2 separate regions of the Mus musculus genome follow, and region 1 is linked to region 2. Evidence: chromatin contacts called from public Hi-C data. All regions are on one chromosome and are shown on one strand. The core of a region is the stretch at or near the end of the contact, and the rest is flanking DNA. Distances in the headings are between cores, read along the strand shown. Region 1 overlaps Ahr (aryl-hydrocarbon receptor). Region 2 has its middle 89 kb from the start of Mir680-3.

Evidence for each region. Hi-C and Micro-C count contacts between places; a contact is called where the count stands out from the background.
Region 1: a Hi-C map of liver shows a contact between it and region 2, with 4 times the contacts expected there. The contact joins two enhancer-like sites. A contact is called at or near these places in 1 of 15 datasets of contacts at CTCF or cohesin (the NIH/3T3 cell line) and 1 of 484 Hi-C or Micro-C datasets (liver).

What each region holds. Positions count from the first base shown.
Region 1 is chr12:35,502,817-35,505,516 of GRCm38.p6, forward strand. It overlaps Ahr (aryl-hydrocarbon receptor), which reads right to left. Exons shown (of 11, transcript NM_013464.4): 10 at 897-2,160. Among named protein-coding and RNA genes, the nearest start is that of Ahr, 31 kb to the right of the region's middle. Within about 2 kb of position 1,260, at least 15 of the 459 cell types and tissues checked have an H3K27ac peak or open chromatin away from gene starts, as enhancers often do. A contact at or near this core is called in liver, where this site is marked.
Region 2 is chr12:35,282,844-35,285,543 of GRCm38.p6, forward strand. No RefSeq gene overlaps it. Among named protein-coding and RNA genes, the nearest start is that of Mir680-3, 89 kb to the left of the region's middle. Within about 2 kb of position 1,323, at least 39 of the 459 cell types and tissues checked have an H3K27ac peak or open chromatin away from gene starts, as enhancers often do. A contact at or near this core is called in liver, where this site is marked.

The sequences.
Region 1 (2,700 bases), core at 10-2,509, 220 kb after region 2:
ACTCATCTGTTATTTGCATGAAGAACCTTTGATTTCCTTTTTTTCTAGTGATTTTGAATCATGCAATGAACTGTTGTGAACTTCTGTCATCCTGCTATGTTGTAGAAGAGCCGAAGTTACTCCCACTATCTGTCTGTTACTACCCAATAGCCAGCCCCACTCTGCGGCCATTTCCAGCATCTGAGGGATCAGCCTTGGAGGTTTGCACACATGGATGCTCTCTATATTCTATAATGTCCTTCAGACACACCGCTTTGAGGCAAATACTAATATTCTATTCTTTTATGAGTAAATTATATCCAAAGTATGGTTAATCCATTTTCTTTATAATAACTATTAAAAATTTTTAGGAAATCTTTTTCCTAAAAATTTTCAGGAAAAAGATTGACCAAAACTATCATCTTCATTCTCCATTCAAAAAAAAAAAAGTCCCATACAATCAGACACAGCAGATTCACTCACAATCTAAAAAGCAACCAGGACTGTGATTTAAGCCACACTTTTAAATGGCTATACTCAAACAGCTCATGAATAGTTACTTAATAAACTTCATGTTAGTCAAGATATTCTTACAATCTAAACCAGTATATCTTCAAATAAGCTAATATTTGTAAAGAGAAATTTATTAATATAAGCATGATATCCTCCTGAGGGGGTAACAAAGAACAGTTATTAAATTATCTAAACATCAACTTGCTTTTAAGAAAATTATTTAAAATAATTTATTATTCATACTATTTTAAGTAAACTATAATGAAGTTAATTACGTGACCATAAATATAACGAAAGCAGTTCCGAAGTTGCTTGCTATCTAAAATGGGTTATGATGATATGTTTAAGTGTAATACAGAGATGCTTAGGCCTACAAGGTTTTTTCAGCTGTCGAAAGCCCTTACCTTGCTTAGGAATGCCTGAGAACCTGGAATTTCAGAGCTGTACTGCGTCTGGTCCACAGGGGTGCGCTGTGGCCCTGGCTGGCACTGATACATGGACATGGCCCCAGCATAGTATGCCTGAGGACTGACCATGGCGGACTGTGAGTTTATCCCATGACTTTGGTTTTCAGGAACTTGTAAACAACTGACAAAATCTAAATTAGAAGTAGTGGGATGCAGGGACGGTTCAAAATCCCTTCCAGGGAAGTCCAACTGCACACTCTTGGAATGTTCTGGAAGCAGAGGCTGATTACAGGGAGCAAAGTTCTGTGTGTAAGGCACACTGTCCACCTCTGGTTTGTAGGGAAATTCCTGAGCAGTCCCCTGTAAGCTGGAAAAGAGCTGATAGTGCTTTAGTTCCTGCTGGGGACAGTTGAAAGACACGGGAGGGGTGGGGTTCCAACTTGCAAACGTGCCGTTGATTTGCGTGTGCTTCGGACCCAGATCTTGCTGGGGGCACACCATCTGACACAGCTGCTGCTGGGGCTCCAGAGCCTGCGGCGGGGGCTGCTGAAGCTGTTGCTGTTGCTCTAGTTGCAGGCGCTCCTGCAGCATACAGCTTAGGTGCTGAGTCACAGGCTGCTGCTGGCAAGCCGAGTTCAGCAAAGTTGAATTGTTCAGGGAATCCTGCACGTAGGTCAGGATTTCGTCCGTTATGTCGATGTCTTTGAAGTCAACCTCACCAGCAGCGGTGGAGTCAGTTCTGAAGAACTCCTCGTTCTGCATGCTTCTGATATCTTCAAAATCAATCCCAAGGTTCCTCATGATGCTGTACAAGTCATTATTTTTATTATCCGGAAAGAGCTCTGAGGGGCCGCCAGAGAGTGCAAGGTTCACGTCCTGAGCATGGCCAATTTGCTCATGTTTCAGCGCAGCCTCACTTCCTGCGGCCGCAAAGCTGTCTTGCCAACTCCCGCACTTGCTCACGGAGCCCATGAGAAAATGGCTGTCTAACAGCGCAGGGCTTGAAGGAGGACACAGATAGATGGACTCATCCTGCTGGATGAGGGCACTCATAAGAGAACTGGGGTGGAAAGAATCCTTACTTGGGGTTGACTGGGGAGCCCAGTCTTTCCTGCTAGTGTTGCTTTTGGTGCGTATTGGTAGGGGATCCATTATGGGAGAGAAAGGGCTGGAGATCTCGTACAACACAGCCTCTCCGGTAGCAAACATGAAGGGCAGCGACGTACTTCGCTTCTGTAAATGCTCTCGTCCTTCTTCATCCCTAACAGGGTAGGCAAGAAGGTCTGAATACATTAGAGTTTGATCATACATGATTTAAGTAAGATATTTCTAAAAGGAAGAAAAGGTAAAACGCACTAAAGCTGAGCTTGATAGCAAGGAACATGGATTTTATTTTGAACTAAATTATTCTCATGACTAGTGTTATGCAAGTGGAGTGAAAACTATATAGGAAAAACATATAAATACCAAAATAGAAATATACCTAAATAAAATAATAACTAGGAGACATAAATGGAATACAAAAGAAATGGACAACAGCAAATCAATAAATGAAATGTCTACGCCTGGAAGACACTGGTGACATCAGAGGTCTGTCAGCTGTAACAATCAATGGTTTTATGAAGCATACATCCCCTATGGGTAATATAAACATTCACTATGGTTATGGGTTAATGACTCAGTTCTGTGCAAATGTTAATTCTTTCTTGAAAGAGTTATGTCTTCAAAATCCCAACAGTGTTTTTTGTTGTTGTTGTTGTTGGGGATTTAGTCTTTAATAAATGAGTTTTAAAGTACATTT
Region 2 (2,700 bases), core at 73-2,572:
ATTACCCACAGATGAAATATTTACTACAAAGTCTAATTTTTCATTATTTTCTGTGGAATGTCCTCTTTCCTTTGTTTTCTTCAGTCAAAATAAGTTTAAAAGAAAGTAGAAGTCATTTATATATAAGTAAGAATTAATGTTTCCTGGGAGAATTCTACAGAACTATTAACAGTCGGTGGTGATAATGCGTGTGTGTCTGTCCATGACAGTTCAGGCGGATGTCTTCTCTTTAGAGCAATGGAGACAAGAAGAAGAGGGTTTTGTGTGTGTTTTTTCTGCTCAAAGGCCAGAAAATCCCTGTCCTTCCTCCTTGCTCATTCAGTGCTACATTTATGAGGGTGTTGTCCTGTCTGCCCCTGCTATCACGATAAGATTTGCCAGGAAATCAGGATAGAGACCTGAATGAGGAGATATGTGGTCTGTAAAAGAAAGTAGACTGGATATTTTTGAGAATTATTAGGAAAAACAAGCAATCCAGGGAACTAAAACCATATCCTCTACCTATTTAGTGCCCTAGAGAAAATTCCTCAACAGAGCCCATGTTGGTCTGGTGCATCTGAGACAAGCTATGCCAGTGGGCTTAAGACATTCTTGTTAGATATAGATCATAAATGCCCTAGACCTTTTTTTCTGGATAGATTGACCTTTTGTTCTAGGTCTAAGGTGTGTAGAAAGGTCAACAAGACCAAATTCTGCTATCTCTTTCTCTTTGAGGCACATCTTATTTACAAAAGGAGATTTAGGCAACATGATGCCATAGAATTTGGCATAGAGAAACTTAAAGCAAATATTTATTCTGCAGGAATTGGTTAGCAGTGTTATGGTAGAGAGATTGACCTTGTTCAACCTTCAGGAAGTTAATTGAGCTGTTAATGGAGTACAGAATCTCTGATTAATAAACATTAAGAAATTGCCATTAGATTTCTGCTAAATAAAAGTGATTAACAACCCTTGTGAATCCAAGAACAGAAATGGAATAAAATTCAAAGAGAAGCTATGCTTTTTATTTGGCTTGAAGTCATTTCTGAGGCTTTATTCAAAGAAAGACCCACGTTGTAGGACACTGTCCACCTTGTCACCATCTGTGTTTGAGGCTTTCAGGTCCAACACTGTGGGACAGTGAAACAGCTTCAGTGAACCCTCAGGCCAGCTGGCTGCCTGCTGCCAACTCACCTTCAGAAGCTCAAGGCCCTGATCCTGTGGGTTTCTTGAGCAGACTGCTGTGTCATTTTCGAAACGTCTTCTGGCACCACTTCTGCGTGATTAAGTTCAGCTCTTTAGTAGCCCAGAGTTTGAGATAGTTGTTGTCACAGGGGGCCAGAATACTGGCGTATGACTTCAAACAAGAGATCAAAGTAAATTCCCAGACCCGTTCCAAGTGTGTTTTGTAACTGCTGGAAAGGAACATCAAACATTCATGATTCATTAATAATTGTCTACACCACCAAGAGAAAAAAGAAAGGAGAATGCAATGGGGATTTGATACTTATCTACCCGTTAATCTACCTCCTCTGGCAGACTTATTTATCAGGGATAAATGATTCTAGTTTGCTTTATGTCCCAGTGTATAGATATTAGATGCACTGTTCTATCATCTAGCATGATTATAGGATGGCTTTGGCCAGTCTAAACATTGCCTAGGAGTTGTTTATCATGCTTGAGTTAATACTCCTTCTGGTGCATGTTTGCTATTAATTTCTGCTTGAGAATTTGCAACAAAGCAAACATTTACACAAAGAGGGTGATTCCCTATTCGCTGTAGACTTGGAGCATGTCAGTGTTACCAAAATAGACGTAGCTATCTCTGGCTTCCCAAGACCTTGGTCTCATCCAGTCACTGTACAAGCTGTGCCAGAAGGCAAGAGAATGCATCTTTCTCTGAATGTACAGTGTGTCTTGTTCAGCCTCCAGGACTTCTATTCACATGACCACAATAGGAAAGCTATCCTGTGACTTCTCTTCCCATTTGAATTTCTGAGTTAGCAGCAGAAATTCCCACTTTGACAAACTTAAAGAAGGGCAGGGTGAGAGAGGAGAGCTGTCGATATGACTTGCCGTAGGAATTACTGAGAATTCATCTCTACAGAGGAGGCTTTAGTCACAGCTTATTCATGGGATATTTTCACCTGTCTGCCAAAGGCTTAAAACTAAAACGTGGAGTTATTAAGCCATCCAGAAAATGTATTTATGAACTGTGATTCCTCATAAGTAATAAAGGAGAATAGCAATCAAAGGGAATCCTCTTTTCCACAAAAGCCAGGATTTGTAATGCCAAATGTTTTACCCTCTGCTTAGAGCAAATATGTCAGACAAATTTGATATGCTAACTCATCAACCACATATTGGGGATATTCATGCTTTAAGAAATTAGAAGTTTCCAGTGCTGTACAACTTGTGAATTTAAGGCAGATGTATGTTATGATTCATTTGAAAAATAAATTGAAATAAATGGAAATACATGAACACTTCTTACAGCTATCCCTAGATTAAGGGTGAAGAATGCTATGTAGTTTGGGAATCTCTGATATATATGCTCATCTTTGGGCTTAAGACTTGGTTGCCATGATATCTAGTGGGGGTGGCTATTGTAGAAGAGCAATAGAAGGAAGAGGTACTTGCCTTATCGGGCAATTCTTGGTATCTTTCAAGGAGCATCCTGCTGCATGGAATTAAATTGAGCTCCAACACACTAAGACAGCA